2 separate regions of the Rattus norvegicus genome follow, and region 1 is linked to region 2. A link is a contact called in public Hi-C data. All regions are on one chromosome and are shown on one strand. Each heading gives the region's core, a stretch centred on a gene start, on an enhancer-like site or on the middle of the called end of the contact. The rest is flanking DNA. Distances are from core to core; before and after follow the strand shown. Region 1 holds the start of Rnf11 (ring finger protein 11). Region 2 overlaps Ttc39a (tetratricopeptide repeat domain 39A).

What was found. A called contact is a pair of places that touch in the nucleus more often than the background predicts.
Region 1: a contact with region 2 is called in a Hi-C map of liver, with 2.2 times the contacts expected there. The contact joins the promoter of Rnf11 here to the enhancer-like site in region 2. A contact is called at or near these places in 5 of 12 Hi-C or Micro-C datasets (kidney, liver, mammary epithelial cells and 1 more).

Annotation. Positions count from the first base shown.
Region 1 is chr5:129,460,676-129,465,314 of GRCr8, reverse strand. Rnf11 (ring finger protein 11) reads left to right here and starts at 1,777. Exons shown (of 3, transcript NM_001271224.1): 1 at 1,777-2,139. The coding sequence starts at 2,017.
Region 2 is chr5:129,421,216-129,425,542 of GRCr8, reverse strand. It overlaps Ttc39a (tetratricopeptide repeat domain 39A), which reads right to left. Exons shown (of 18, transcript NM_001415826.1): 12 at 3,324-3,485. Among named protein-coding and RNA genes, the nearest start is that of Ttc39a, 29 kb to the right of the region's middle. Within about 2 kb of position 2,717, at least 16 of the 93 cell types and tissues checked have an H3K27ac peak or open chromatin away from gene starts, as enhancers often do. A contact at or near this core is called in liver, where this site is marked.

The DNA of each region.
Region 1 (4,639 bases), core at 528-3,027, 41 kb before region 2:
GCCTCAAACTCACAGAGATCTGCCTGCTTCTGCTTCCAGAGAGCTAGGATTAAAGGCATGCCTAGTTAAAAGCCCTGCTTTTAACATAGAATTTAAGCTCACTTTGACAGTGATTTTGTAGAATTGGGATATATTTGGGATTTACTCATTAAACCCAGTAGTATCTCTCAAAAACCCCTCTGACCCTCTCAAATGAGATAACCAGAGTTTCCTACAAACATCAGTGGAGGGGAGCCTCTAAGATGGTTTATTTGTTGTTCCAGATGAACCCAGGCTCTTTCAGGAAAAAGTCAGGTGTTATAAATCAGTTGCTCTGGCATAGGGCCTGACAATAATAATAAATCAGTAAATGGTGAATAAAAATGGGGATCAAAGTCAACTTCTTGCCTTCTTGGTTAAAAAAAAAATGACTGTGGAGAACACTCTCTTCTTGTTCTTCCCTTTGCATGTGCTGTTTGAGTATTTGCTCACCCAACCAAGGAAAGACTCTACCTTAGGCAACATGCCAGGCCTTACACAGGGAAGGGACAGAGGATTCAGCTTCGGCAACCTGACAGAAAGGCACAGGGACTGGGAACTCTGAGCAGGTGACTAACTCAGACTTCTGGGACAGAAAAAGCTTCCCAAGGGAAATGAAATCCAATCCACGAAGGCCCTGTGGGAATAAGGATGAGCCCGATGAGAGGTAAGAGGTCAGGGACACGGTCTGTCTGTGGAAATCTCAGCCAGAGAGAACAGTCTCTGAGATGACTAAAAGCACTTTGGTCATCTGAATTTAGAATTTATGAAAAAGGGGTATTTTGTGAGATTAGAGATTTCTCTTTTTCCCATTCTGTTTTTTCGAGATAAGATTTCTCTGTGTAGCCCTGGCTGTCCTAGAACTCAAAAAGATCCACCTTCCTCTGCCTGGAATTAAAGATTGAAGGCATGCTGGGATTAAGGCAAGCGCCACCACCCAGAGAGATAAGAGATTTAAGATTATTCTGTGCATAGTATTGGGAAGCCATTGGAGGTTTCAAGGACGACCATATGGATATATATATCCCTCAACGATTCAAAGGGACAATGATGAATACAGGGACTTTGAGAATCTACTGCAAATGTTAGTTTGCAGGGTGGGTGGCTTGAATTAGGGAGGTGGGATTGGGAAGAAATAGACAATCCGATAATCTCTAGGCTGTGATGTTGGGTGAATAGGGCGTGCTCGTTGTGAGTTTGGACTTTATTCTGAAAGGATAAAGGAGAAGGAAGCTATTTAAACACCTCAGCCATCTGCCTGATCCATTCAGATTCGTGCTTACAGACATCACCCGGCAGACAGTGTGAGCAATCTCTGAGGACACCGCGCAGGTAAGAAGGGTCTCTATCTAGTCGTGAGCGGGCTGCAGCCAGGATGTGTAAGGGGCGCCGGAGATAGATGGTCCGGAGGCTGACAACCGGACAGTCGGGGACCTTAAACTCACAGCCGAGCCACGCACCCTAGTCTGGCTGGGGGCGGGGCGCGCGGTCCAGGGCGGGGCCGGAGCACGCACGGCGGCATGACGTAGTCCGGGCCAGCCTCGTTCTGGCCACCGCCGCCGCGCTGAGGCGGAGTAGGATGAGGCCCCAGGCCGCTGCTCTAGCGTCGGCAGGGGCAACAGCAGCTGAGGCAGCAGCTGAGGCAGCCGCGACGGCCGCGCCCCCCCCTCCTGACCTGGATTAGGCCCAGCAACCCGTGGCCGCCGCCGCCCCGCGGGGGGCGGGGTGGGGAAGCACTCAGTCTCCCCGCCCCCGCCCCCCTCAGGTTCCAGACACGACCCCGGCGCAGCCCGCGGCCTAGCCTCGCGCCCCCTGCCCCGGGGGCTGGCATGAGCGGCCCCTCGGTGGCGCCGGGGCGCGGGGGAGCCGCCGCCTGAGCCCCGGGCCTGCCGCCTTGGACCCCGCGGCGCCGAGCGAGCTGACCGCCGTGTGTGCGGGAGACCGGGTCACAGCTTTCTTCCTCCCTCAGATCTCAAGCATACACCCCAGCCCCGGAAGATGGGGAATTGCCTCAAATCCCCGACTTCGGATGACATCTCCCTGCTTCACGAGTCTCAGTCCGACCGGGCTAGCTTTGGCGAGGGGACGGAGCCAGATCAGGAGCCGCCGCCGCCATATCAGGTAGGGAGGGTGTGTGTCGGTGTGCGAGAGGAGGCGGCTCAGGCCCTCTGCCCTTGGCCTCCACGGCCTAGACTTGGGGGGGCGTTGACCCCTTCAGGGCTGGCCTTGAGGGTGTCTGCTGCCCGGTTCTCCAATGGAAAGGGATTCTTGGCATCCTCTTTGGCACGGGTTGAGGACGGTCTTCTGTCCTTGAGTTCAGGAATCAAGAGTGTGATCTTATATCCCCTTTGGTGTCTGGTTGTGGAGTTGAGGGTGACATGATTATCCTGCCTTTATGTCTTGAGTTGTGTGATTTCAGGATTATGGGTTTTGCTAGGTTGTCATTCTCCCGCCCCCCTCCCCCTTATATTTGTGTTTTCGTATATGATCCTCCGTACTCTTTTGTTAATTGGCTCTGGTAGAATGCCTTTTTACCATCTACTTGGGAGATAGAATTCCAAGTGGCGATTTTGGCCTCAGCTTCATAGAGTTATTTGTTAATATATACGTATGTGGTAATTTTAAGCTCCACCCCTGTGGCACACCTTTTAAATAAGTTGACTTAATAAAAATTTGATTTATCTTGAACTTGAGAGACCTTTCTACCTGACTTGGGAAATGCTATCTGTTACTTAAAAGTCCTCTTTATCAAAGACTCCTGAATGGGTCATTTTAAATAATACATTGAGTAAAACTTCTCAGGTGGGCTTGAATACAGTTCTTTTAATATTTTCCTGAAGAGAGTTTAGTTTTCTAACTGTGCAGTCTCCTTTGCTTTTATGTGGTGACATCATTATCTAGTGTAGTGTTTTCCCAATCCTGTGTAAACCAGTTTCTCATCACATGACAAAAAAAAGGGGGATCACATGAGCTGATTTTTCTGACCCCCTTCAGGGTCTTCTATACATGTTAGTCAAGTCCAATCTTTATTGTATCCTTGCAGAAGCCTCTGTAATTCAAGCTTACCAAACCTGGCTTGTCTTTTGCTCCAGGTGATCTTTATGCTAAGAGCCCTTCCCCCAACGTTGCCCAGGTGAACATCTAATCCTCTTGAAGGACTCAGCTCAAGTATCTAAAGTCCTGACATTACCTTCCCTGCCCCCCTGAATTCCTGGATATGTCCCCCATGAGTCTTCTACACTTACAAGCAAAGCCATATACCTGTAATAATTTAGTGCTGTATCTTTGTTTAGGTAGTTTTGTGTCTCACCCTTGACATGTATTCTCCCCTTGTACAAGCTGAATTTGGAACAGTTTCCAGGTGCTTTTGCACTCTGCGTCTGACTCATAGTAGATACTCAATAACTGAGATAAATGAAGAATAGAAGCTCTGTCTTCAATATATCATGCAATTCCTGCCCCATAAAAATTTAGTATTGTCTATGTTTATGTGGCCCATTTCCCCCAATGTATTTAAATTGCTTCAGGAGCAGTCTCAAATACTAAATGGAATATGGATATTTTATCAGTAGCAGGAATTAAAACTGAGAACCCTGTACATTGTAGCAAAACACTACTACAGAGCTAGAACTCTGCTCTTTTTATTTTGAACTTATTGTTAGTGTCTCAGGAAGTCGACCAGACAGACCTCTATCCTCCTATCTCATCCTCCAGAGTTGCTGGAATTAGAGGTACTATAAACCATTGGTCTTTTAGGCTGTTACTGTTTTCCCCTCCACTGGATAGCTCCTCAATGTATTTATGTAGGTGACATGAGCAAACTTTCTTCCCCAAATCTATGTTCCTTAGCCTCTTTCTAGGAAAATTGGCTATCTGACTTGCTGCTTTCTTACCATAATTTTAGAGTTATGGGAACTATATTTTTGTCCTTTCCAAAAGGACTAGATATAGCCATGGCTTTTGGTATTACCAGTACTTTTTTGGAATCTGTTATTTTTGACAATGGAAATTGTATTGTGGTTGCCTTTTCCTGAAACGGATGACCCAACTACTGATATGCAAAATTACTATGAATTGCAAGAAAATGGTTACTTTAAAATATGAGAACATAAGAAATATTTAGCCTGGCACAGTAGCTCAGATCTGTCATCTTAGTACTTAGAAGGCTGAGTCAGGAGGATTGCTGACAGTTGGAAGTCAGTGCTATATGCTGAGTTTAGTGTTGGTCTGGGCTATAGAATGAGACCCTATTTCAAGAGTTTTTAAGAAATCTAGAAATAATAACGTCCCCCTGAAGTCTGTAATTTATTACTAATGTTTGTTTATATGATGTTAGAAAGCACCAATCCAAAGTAAATGATTTATAATATTTGGGCTTTTAAAAAGAAATAGCATGATTAATATAAAAGCTACAGTAGTGTTGATGTTTCCTTAAAGAATAGCACACACCTTTAGTCCCACCTCTCAGGAGGCAGAGGCAGGCAGATCTCAAGACCAGCCTGATGTACAGATCAGTTCCATGACATCAAGACTACACAGAAACAACAAAACAAAACAACAAAACCAGGCTGGGCATGATAGCATCACCTTTCATTGCAGCACTAGGGAGGTGGAGGAAGGG
Region 2 (4,327 bases), core at 1,468-3,967:
ATCACAGAATCTCAACTCAAAATAGCAGACAGCCGTGATAGTCTGTAACTTCCTTCTAGAGCTTCACAAACCAGGCCTTCATCATCTGCACTACTCTCAAAATTTTAATCTTCCAAGCTTCCACAGTACAGCTCATCACACTTTGAACACTCATTGGCTTTTCTAGCCCCCAATTCCAAAGTCCTTTCATTCTCTTCAAAACATGGTTAGGTCTATCACAACAAAACCCCATTGTCCTGGTACCATTTTATCTTGGGGTTACTGTTGCTGTGCTGAAACACCATGACCAAAAGCAACTTCACGGAACAGTCCATCATCAAAAGCAGTGAGGGCAGGGGCTGATGCAGAGGCCATGGGGGAGTGACACTCACTGGTTTCTTCCCTATGGCTTGCCCAGCCTGCTCTTTTAGAACCTAGGATCACCTTCCCAGGGTGAACTACCCACAATGGTCTGGGCCCTCCCACATCAATCACTAGTTAAGAAAATGCCCCCACAGTCTTGCCTGTGGCCGGACCTTGAGGCATTTTCTCAACTGAGGCTCCCTTTTCTCTGATGATGACTCTATCCTGTGTCAAGTTGAGTTAGAATTAGCCAGTGTAGTCATGGTGTTAACAGATCATGGCGACAGAAAGCAAACCAGAAATGGATGGAGGGAGGGAGGGAGGGATGGATGATGTACATAGAATTATATCTATTCAGTTCTCTATGTGACATGGAAAAAAAAGGAAGACTTTGGAGAAAGGGAGGGGCCTGGGAAGAAGGGGCCTGAAAATAAAGTGTATACTCTCATGTATGTATGGAAATGTCACAATAAAACCAATAATTTTGTGTGCTGACCTAAAAAATAATTTTTAAACGATCTTAGCATGAGGTGAGCCCTCTCACCTGTAATCCTAACAATTGTTAGTTTAAGGCAGGAGAATGGCTTCAAGTTTAAGGACAGCCAAAGCTACATAATAAATTCTAGGCCTGGGCTGAAGTGAGAGACTGCCTTAGTTTGGGTTTCTATTGCTGTGGTGAACCATCATGACCAGAAGCAACCAGAGGAGGAAAGGGTTTACTGCACTCACAGTTCCATATAGCAATTAGTGATAGAAAGCAGCAAGGGCAAGAACTCAAGCAGGGCAGTAACCTGAAGGCAGGAGCTGATGCAGAGGCCATGGAGGGGTGCTGCTTACTGCCTTACCCATCATGGCTTTTTCAGTCTGTTTTTTTATAAAACCCAGGACCACCAGCCCACAGTGATATCACCCACAAGGGGCTGGGCCCTTCCACATCAATCCCCAAATCCCCAACTTTTTTTTTTTCCAGAGCTGAGGACCGAACCCAGGGCCTTGTGCTTGCTACCACTGAGCTAAATCCCCAACCCCAATCCCTAACTTTTTAAAATTTGCCTACAGCCTGATCTTGCAGAAGTATTTTCTCGATTGAAGTTCCTCCTCTCAGATGACTCCAGCTTATATCAAGTTGATATAAAAACCAGCCAGGAAAAAAAAAAAACTGGGTAATGGCTCAGTGTGCAAAATGCTCACTGTGTAAGCATGAGAAATGAGTTAAGATCTTCTGCACATGCATAAAGCTAGGCTTCCTTGCAGGTGTCTGGAACCCCAGTTTGGGACTGGCAAGTAGGGAGGAGTTGGAGCAGGGCAGACACAGGAAGATCCCTAGCGTTCACTGGCAAGCCTACATAGCTGAAATGGCAAGGTTTGTGTTCCATGAAGAGACATCACCACAAAAAAATAAGGTGAACAGAGAATGACATCTGGAAGCCAATGCCTCCTTCGCAGATCCACCCATGTGCCAAATACATGCTCTAGCACACAAACAAGTGAGTTCCTGGATAATAGCTACCACATATGAAAGATAGTTAGTATGTAGTCTCATATAGTCAAGGGGAACACATAGTTCATAAGTCATAGGATGGGACAAGGGGATAGAGACAGATGGAAATCCGTAAGCCACAGGAGGATGTAGGACAAGTCTTTAAAAGTCCCGTGACAGCTGGACGTGGTGGCACAAGCTTTTAATCCCAGCCATTGCCCTGCTCCAAAGAGAAGGGGTCCCCCTCCTGCAGCCCACTGCAGCCCAGTCCTCCTTCAAGACATACATGGCACACCCTTGACTGTACCCCAATGTTGTCCCTGACTGAGGAGGTTTTTTTTTTTTTCTTTCACTGAATAGCCAGCATCAAACACTGTATCTTCTGTGCTTCATCTCTCTCCAGGATGTGCCTTCAGTGTCTTCCCTTTGTTCCTCTGTATCCTGGCCGAGGCTAAGGCCTGGCACTTGGAGTGTCCAGCAGGCACAAGGATTCAGGCCCTTTCTGCCCCAGTTATAATAAAGCAAAAAGAGCCTCTCAGGCTTCCCATGGCTTGCCCCAAACTCCTCCACAGGATCATCTGATGCTATTTCTTCCCTGTCCTCCAGAGCCCCTCCAGGCTTTTGCCTGTGAAAACACGCTCTTTGGCCTCCCTGTCCCCACCCTGATAGACACTCACTGTACAGTCAGGAGTCAGGCTGGAGCAAGCAGTGACTCATGCCGTCAAGTCATCCAGGGACATTAGGTGGACCACAATCACTTCTGATCCAAGGCCTTTCTCCCTGGGGTCAGCTCTTTGCCCTCTAATTCCACAAATGTTTACCTCACAAGAGTAGGAAACCCAGGCTGTGCCAGGCAGACAGCCTGTCAGCTTCCAGCAAGTGGCTTCTGGCATCGGGCCACACTCATACCACGCCCTCACCCAGTGGACACAGCTCCTCTCGGCAGTGCCCTGAGCCCGTGTGTGTTTCTTGCTCTGGGTCTGCTTTGTTCTCTTTCTCCTCTTTCCTTAAGTCCTCCTCCACGACTCTCCTTCAAAGGTTTTGCCTTCTTACGCCTACTTGGGGCCTTTCGATTAAAAATACATAAAGTGTAAACTGTCTTGGTGCTCCATGCTCCGTGCTTGGTGTGTCCATGTGGCTGGTGGCTGCCATACCTGGGTGGTGCAGAAGAACATCCCAGCCACAGTAGACAGGACATGCTAGACAGTGAGACATGTCTATTCCTTGTGACAAATAGCTATGCTGACACCTTAGAGTTGAAGGGATGTAGCTCAGGATGTAGGGAATGCATGGACAGGCACAGCCCTGGACTCAACCCCCAGCACCAAATCAAGTTTCTCTGCTTGTCACAGCTTTTAGCTCCTCCCACCCCTGAGTCCTGTTCAAACCTTTGGTTCTGTTTAGATCCCAGTGGACACATCTGTGTTCATTGGGGTTTGGTCCTTAGCTCTGAGGCTCCTAGGTCTATGTGGGTGAGCCCTGACCCACAGTGTCAGCCCACCTTGGACCAGGAGTTCTCCTTGCTCAGCAGGTCGGCATAGAAGTAGGCCATTTTCCACTGACCCTTGTAGGTAAAGCACCACATCAGCTCCCAGTAGCACATGTGGTGAAACTGCTTCCAGTGCTGCTGAGCCTCACAGCACTCTTCAAACCGCCGGACAGCCTGTGGACAACCAGAGCCAGCTTAGGGAGGCCCGCCTGGCCCCGCACTGCTGCACCCTTTAACTCCACAGCAGGGACACCTTTCCAGGGCCCCCTGTAGGCTATTCATGATGACTGCCTCTCCTTTGGGTTCTAGAGATCTGGTCACTGAGTGAAAGCTTGGAGTAGTGCACATGGGGGAGGGGACAGGAAGCACAAGATGTTACTACTGTTCCCATCCCTGTGTGTTCCTGTGAATGGATGTGGGTGGAGCCAACCTCAAGTGTCTTTCCTCATGAGCTATCTGCCTTTGTTTTGAGTCAGGGCTTTTTTGCTGAGACTTGGGGTTCCCCAACTAGGCTAGGCTAGCTAGTCAACAAACCCCATGCCACCATGTCTGGCTTTTCCACATAGGTGCTGGGGACTAAATTCAGGTCTTTTGTGCCAAGCAGCTTACCAACTGGGCCGTCTACTCAGTTCCAGAGGGTGTTAATATATTGATATAATAATGTCTGGGCCTCAGAGAAAACACCAAAGAGCCTCATAGTTTCCATGGTAACCTACACCCAGGGATTGATCCTGAGAGGGCTGGCTGGACACTTCCAGGACTCTACAATGTAGCCTTCTATCATGGCATAGTTCTCTGGACTTTGCCATGACTGTGACCTTCCCTGAGGTCTTTAGCTCAGAGTTTATCAACCTTCCTAGTGCTATGACCTTTTAGTACAGTTCTTCAGATTGTGGTGACCCCCAGCCATAAACTTATTTTTATTGCTATTTCATAACTGCAATTGTGTTACTGTTGTGAACTGTAAATATCTAAGTTTTCTGATGGTCTTAGGTGACCCCTGTGAAAGGGTCATT